2 separate regions of the Mus musculus genome follow, and region 1 is linked to region 2. A link is a contact called in public HiChIP or PLAC-seq data. All regions are on one chromosome and are shown on one strand. Each heading gives the region's core, a stretch centred on a gene start, on an enhancer-like site or on the middle of the called end of the contact. The rest is flanking DNA. Distances are from core to core; before and after follow the strand shown. Region 1 has its middle 140 kb from the start of Gm12511. Region 2 has its middle 26 kb from the start of Gm34482.

The links. HiChIP or PLAC-seq counts read pairs in DNA pulled down with a chosen protein or histone mark.
Region 1: a FOXA1 HiChIP or PLAC-seq map of pancreatic cancer cells shows a contact between it and region 2. The contact joins two enhancer-like sites. A contact is called at or near these places in 1 of 484 Hi-C or Micro-C datasets (epidermal suprabasal cells) and 2 of 115 datasets of contacts at active chromatin or transcription factors (fibro-adipogenic progenitors and pancreatic cancer cells).

What each region holds. Positions count from the first base shown.
Region 1 is chr4:55,706,616-55,710,002 of GRCm38.p6, reverse strand. No RefSeq gene overlaps it. Among named protein-coding and RNA genes, the nearest start is that of Gm12511, 140 kb to the right of the region's middle. Within about 2 kb of position 1,907, at least 31 of the 459 cell types and tissues checked have an H3K27ac peak or open chromatin away from gene starts, as enhancers often do. A contact at or near this core is called in pancreatic cancer cells, where this site is marked.
Region 2 is chr4:55,926,007-55,929,563 of GRCm38.p6, reverse strand. No RefSeq gene overlaps it. Among named protein-coding and RNA genes, the nearest start is that of Gm34482, 26 kb to the left of the region's middle. Within about 2 kb of position 1,998, at least 35 of the 459 cell types and tissues checked have an H3K27ac peak or open chromatin away from gene starts, as enhancers often do. A contact at or near this core is called in pancreatic cancer cells, where this site is marked.

The DNA.
Region 1 (3,387 bases), core at 658-3,157, 220 kb after region 2:
GGATTTGCAAGTCTAGGCTGCTGAGGGAAAGAAAGCTTATGGATAGAAAGCCATACTCTTCCTTCCTCTCTAGCTCACCTGACCTGTCCATAGTACTGCATTCTAGCTTGCAGTCTGAAGAAAGTGGAGAAAACCTTCTGCTAGCTAGCTCCGGCTCGTTCACATACATTGAAGTTCTTATGGCATTCCAAGATCTCACAACCTACTCACCCAGTGTTTCAAACAGGGAAACTGGGTGAGCAGATGACACAGGAAGCAAACCAAACCTGAGACTTCCAGGTAGGACCTTGGGCTTCAGACTCGGGGTGGGGATTTCCCAAGCTCATCATCTTAAGCATCCACTTGGGGCCCACTAGCAGAGATCCCATGTGCTGCTTGTGGACAGGACACTGGCCCTTTTGGCTCAAATTGAACTATATGGGCCTGCTTCCCTGAAGCAGTTAGGGTACTTTCCTTCTTGGACAACAAGATTATATCCTTTGAGTTGTATGAAATTTTCAGAGCCAGGCCACAGGGAGCTTTCTCTGCCTCAAAGGAGAATGCAGACATAAGTGCTCAAAATGTCTTACTAGTAAACTAGAACTTGCAAAATTCTCTTCTGTCCAAGCCAGTTCTTTCTTTAAAGGCTGTTATGACTCAAGTCTCTCCCTTTGTTATCAGGATTGCTTCCTGATGACCTACCATGAACTACAATTCTCTGACCCTTTCCCCTTATCTCCCTTCTCTGTGTCACATGAAGGCCCCATTCCCATCAGGCAAAACAGCACACCACCTAAGCACAATACATTGTTGGGAGACTTTATGCTATGGTTTGAATCTGAAGTGCTTCTCAAAGATTCATAGTTTAAAAATTCAGTCCCCAGCTGCAGTGCTACTGTGGAGATCTTGGGAAGTGGGGATTGGCTGGCAAAAATTAGCTGCTAGTGGTAGACCTTGGAAGGTTATGCCTGCCTCTGGTACCTTTCTACCTTCTCCTTCCTTTAACAAACCACACATGCAAACTCACACACCATGGACAGAGCCATGCCTTCCCTGCCTTAACAAATTGAAATCCTTCTCAAGTCATGAGCCAAATAAGGCTGTATGCCTGTATTGTTTCTAGCCCATATGTCTGTCACAGAAACAAAAGAGTCTCTCCTACCCTCTATATGTTCGTTTACTGTGCTATATCCACCACAGGAATCCATTTGTGCGCCTTATAAGATGCTGTCTGAAGACGAGGGAGAAGGAGAGCTTAAATGTGAATAAGAATGCTCAGGAAGGTTCCCACTGAGAGGCTGGGGGCTAGGGCTGAAGATGGATCAGGACAAAGTGAGGAGAGGACAGGAGTGTGAAGCCTGAGCGAGGGTGGCTACTGATGGAGCTGGGAGGACAGGAAGACAGCATTGGCTCAGCTGGAGAATGAACTGTGAAAAGGTCAGGCCACAGCCAGACTGGGAAGGATCAGTGGTCTATCTGGGGAGCTTGGATTTCCAACTTGCTGGGTGCTATTGTTTAATAGTGTGTGGCATTTGTGAACTTGGCAGTCAGAAGGCCGATGCAGGAGCATTGCCATGGTTTCAAGGGTAGCTTGGTCTGATGAGTATCAGGGTTACATAGCAAAACCCTAAGAGATAACAACAACAACAACAACAGCAACATAGCATAGTTCTCAAATTTAAAAAGAAAATGAACTTTGGTTTCATGAAGCTGAGCTGTCAGGGAACCCAGTCTACGTGATCCGATAAGCATCTATTTTTTTTACCTGTGTACTGATTAACGTGGATCACATGACTTCCCGTTAACTCCGGGTGGCACTGGGAGGACGTTTCATAACAGAATTGCTCTTCTGGATTGCTGGGACATAGAAAGGTAGGAGCCCTGGGTGGATCATTATGGCTCCTTGGCTATATAAATTCTCCAGAGTGTAACAGAATGACTCACAGTGAAAACATGAGATTGCCATGCAGCTTGTCTCGAGATAGCCATCCCAGCCAAGAAAAGCCATATCCATGTGGCATCTGGCCAGTGGGTCCCGGCATCTGCTCAGCAGATGCTCCTCCCCCACACTGGATGCGATTGGCCGCTTCCTGAATCACTCTCTCCCAGGGACTACATATATGAAGAGAATACATCATGTTTTCATACTCAGTCTACCACTTTTCACCTCAGCCTCACTTTCCCCCTTTGTCAGGCAGAGATTACAACAACCATCCTTAGAAGCCTCAGAGAGTTGTTAAATGATGAAAAGTACCTGGCTAGTATGAGATCCTAAGATTTACAAGTGTCACTTTTGCTGAGGCCCAATCCTGTTTTCACCCAGGTTTTGTAATGAGTAGAGAATAAGGAGCTGAGAACCTTAGAAATAAAAGCTTTCTTCCCAACTATGCAGCCATATATCATTTCAGACCAGGCGAATCACTTAGGCAACAAGGCAGGTGGAAGAGCTACATAGCATGAGCACATGACTTCCTGGGACCATGCTGGCTCACCGCAGAGATGAGTGGACGTTCTTTGGATGACACTTTAACCTTTCACCACCACTTTAGTTGACCTTGGGATTGAAGGGTTAAAGGGAAATCCTAGGGTGACAGTATTTACAAAATCCAATGAGAATTCTAAGGCTCCAGGTACTCCAGTGGAACAAATAAACCATCAAGAAATGGATTCATCTCAAGCAGGAAATGAAAATGACTAGAGTTCCAGTGGTTAGTATGTGTCTCTCTTGTCTACATAGTCTTGGGCAGGAGTTGACTAAACAACAATTGATCTAAATTAATTTTAATCTCTGATATTAGAAGGTGTTGAATACTTCACATGAGAAATGTAGTGATTTTGCATGGATATTTTACCCGTTCCTTGGTGGCGATTGAGTCTTTCCTGTGAAGTTGGACTCAAATTCTCTTCCTAAGATGGCCACTCTGGAGAAAGAAACAATTTTTCCAGAATTAGTGTAGATCAGTACCTTTGAGTTGGATAGAAACAACTTGCCATACCCAATGTCATCAGTACAAGGGAAAGACAGAAAGCATTTAGGGTGTAAACTAAAGAGGAAATTCCGACATTTTGGGTGTGTGGTCTCAGCACTTAGGAGACAGATGAATGAGGATTAAGAGCGAAGGTTATTTGCAGTGACAATTGAGTTTGAAAAAAGCTTGAACTATGTGAGACTCTGAAGGTAAGAATGAAAAAAGAAAGAGAGAGGGAGAGAGAAAGAGAGGAGAGAGAAGGAAGGAAGGAAGGAAGGAAGGAAGGAAGGAAGGAAGGAAGGAAGGAAGGAAGGAAGGAAGGAAGGAAGGAAGGAAGGAAGGAAGGAAGGAAGGAAGGACAGAAAGGAGAGTGGCAATGTATTAAATAATCTCTTTTGAGTGTATCCTTAAGCAAAGATGAAGTAGTAGCTATGGTTGG
Region 2 (3,557 bases), core at 749-3,248:
AGGGTTTGCACACCAAGGCTTGGCACTTAATATTGTAATTACCTCTTTTGATTAGAACTGCCTTTCATAAGCAAATCAAGGCAGTGGTTTGACAAGCTTGAGGAATTGCTTAGGGAGCTCACTCTACAAGTTCCACGGGGGAATTATAATCACGGTAATTATCGTCCAAGCGAGATTCCAGTTCTCCATGTACGGGATGTACTGGGAGGTAAGTGCATAAGAGTCACGCATTGCGTCCTCCCCCCTCCCCCCTCCCCCGCTCGGGGTAAGCTGCAGAACTGTAAACAAGGAACAAGCTTGAAGCAAGCTCAGTGCAGTCCACAGGCTGAGTTGCTTGTAGTGAGACAGGGCTCAGACTGTTCAGTACATTGAAAGCAATTACTTGGCCACACTGCGGTTGTGGGTTTTGTTTCTCCTCCTCTCCACTGAAACTGGACACATAGCTGGTAAAAACCCACTCACCAATTCGGTGCTAATGGTTGGAACTCTGTGGACAATGAGATGCGAATCCACACTCCGCTCTTTGCGAGGTAAAGATAATGTTGCCCTGATTATAGAAACTAAAATCATCAAGAATCCGGGTGGGTAATGATGCGGGACAGGATTTGGCTCCGAGTTTTTAGGGTCTCAGTCAGTGTGCAGATAAAATGGCCCCTGAAGGATGAATACAGACTCTGTTGGTGATGCTCTGAGCGTGCTGGGCTGATTTTTACAAAACAGATGTCTCAAGGAGACTGAAAGCCTTTTCTAAGCCGCAAGAGAGTCTTGTTACACAGAAGTATTCAGCCTACGGATGAGCAAGCTGCCTTTCTGGACCCATGGCCACGCGCTGGTTGCCCTGGGAGGCTGGAACAAGTCTCTCATATTAAAACACACCATCTGCCTACAGTGCTCCAAGGAGACTCTAAGAAATAGTTACTAGTTCTCTTTTTCTTGGAGAATTTTTTTTTATGTTGGGGGCCCCTTACTCTCTGGAAACATTATCTCTCATGTCAAAAGTCCATACTAGTTGTTCCCCACTGCACACACTCCACAGTCATCGCCCCTCACCCTGGACTTTTTCTCTCCATCATCCACAGCCCAAAGATTCTTTTAAAAATTAACAAAAACAGAAGGGAAAAAAATGCCACAAGACCAAGATTACTAGCAGATGTTCCGGCGATGCTGGAGAGTGGAAAAGGCACTGGAGACTGGAATTCCCTCCTCAGCCCCTTTGGAAAGCAGCACAGAGCTAGTGATGGTCTCGAGGACACACCTCAATGCACTTCCTCACGGTTTCATTCTTTCAAGAAATATCCTCTGAATAAGAAAAGATGCCAAGCCTGCAGCTGAGCTCCTCCGCCACAAAGGGAATAAGAAACATTTACTGAGAGCTTGTTATGTGCAAGACACTACTCTAAACCTCCCAGGTTAGAGTGTACTAACCCAGTTTCCATAACAACTCATGTTTATCCTCAAATGGGAAAACAGTGACAGGGAGTGATGATAAAATTGTTGGTCCAAACAGCAATATGAACTAACCAGTACCCCCAGAGCTCGTGTCTCTAGCTGCATATGTAGCAGAGGATGGCCTAGTTGGCCATCATTGGGAAGAGAGGCCCCTCAGTCTAGCAAACCTTATATGCCCGAGTACAGGAGAATGCCAGGGCCAAAAAGCGGGAGTGGATGAGTAGGGGAACATGGCAGGGGGGAGGATATAGGGGGAGGATAGAATTTGAAATTTGAAATGTATATAAAGAAAATATCCAATTAAAAAAATGTGAAAAAAATTGATGGTCCAAAATCACACAGGTGGGAGAAAGAGAGTTCAGAACTGGAGCCTCAGTAGTCGGATTCTTTAGCCTAAGCCACAAGTCAACAAGCTTTTCCTGTAAAGGGCAAGATAAGAAATGATTTAGACTTCATGAGCCAAATGGTCTCCTGCTATTACTCACTTCAGCTACAATAGCTCAGAAGCAGTGCTGGGTAATGCATACATAAGCAGGCGTGGCTGGGTTCTGATATGACTATATGCATGGATGCTGACATCTGAATTGCATAGCATTTTTATGTGTCATGAAGTAGTCCTGATCGGTTGAGTAATTTTTCCTAGTCGTTTAAAAATATAAAACTCTTAACAACATCATGAATTAAACAAAATAAGAGGTAAGCTAGATATATTTTCAGTCTCTAAGACTGATCCCTGGCCCAGGTTATATTAGGAAATAACACAGTGTTATTTTCCTTGTGGGTCCTGTAACCTGGCTGGGGGGTGTAAGCTGAGAGCTTTACATTTGTGCACTTGATGCTTGTTTGGCCTGCATCACTCCACCTATAGCCTCCCCTGTCCCTGGTTCAATCCTTCTTGTCTGAAGGGGTTCACAGTGACCTCTTTCCTCTAAGGCATCTTTTCTTGATGCTTGTTGCTCTCTTCCCAGTGATAACGTTTCTTCCCAGCACTCTCTCCTCTATGTTAATGGCCTTACAGCTACCTAATGCTATGTCTGCATAGAGAAGTAAGATCTCATATATTTGTCCTTTCCAGGATCCTAATCAGACTCGACATGGACAGGACATACACAGGTTAATGGAATTATTTTAAGGATGGAGAATTATTGCCCAGGTGAAGGCAAAATGAACATATAAACTGAGTTGTATAAAAGAGTACTCAGGGCCAGTAAGATGGAGGAGAGCTGGTATGGTATCCTGGGGGTACAGCAAGCACGGTCAGTCAAGAAGCAGGATAAGCAGGGATGAGCAGGTATAGCAGCTCATGCCTATCATCCCTAGCACTTAAAAGACTGTGACAGGGAGATAGATAACCGTGAGTTCAAGGCTACAGAGTGAGTGGGATAGAGTGAGACCCAGGTAACACAGTCAAACACAAACCAAAAAGAAGAACAAAAGGAGGAGCAAGAAGAGGAGGAGGAGGAGGAAGAGGAGGAGGAGGAGGAGGAGAAGCAGGAGGGGCAGGAGGAGGAGGAGGAGGATAAAGTAGAGGAGAGGGAGGAGGAAAAGAACGAAGAAGAGGAACAGTGACTGCAGCAGCTAGCAGCAGCAGCCAGAATAATGAAAAGTACGGCATGACCAGTTATCAGTAGACCAGGAAAACTGTGCAAGTGATAAAAGGAGCAGCCTTGAAGTCAGTGCTTGCATTAGCACTGGATCCCCACTGGGCATATTTGCATGTTCTAAAATTTGGGGGATGCTGTTGACAATTTCAGATTTATTGTTTCTATGATCTGACTTTCTCCTAAAGGATAAAAACATTTCACCCCCAAAATGTGCAGCCTGGGTGTAATTAATATAATGAGTTACAGGCAGCAGAGACTCAGGGGATGCAAGATGAGTTCTAGACTCACTTTATTTCCTTGAAAGCAAGATGTAGACAGCCCTTTGAGGAAGATACCCCTGTGTCTCAGCAGAGAGGGCTGCTATCCTCAGTGAAGAGAGAAACAAAACACTCAGATGTGTCACAACCTCAATGACAGATAACTTTGCTTCCTTTAGTTCATGCAGTGATTTCCAATTGCCAATGTCAGTTGCCAGACAAGGAGTTAGGGATACTGCTCAGAGAG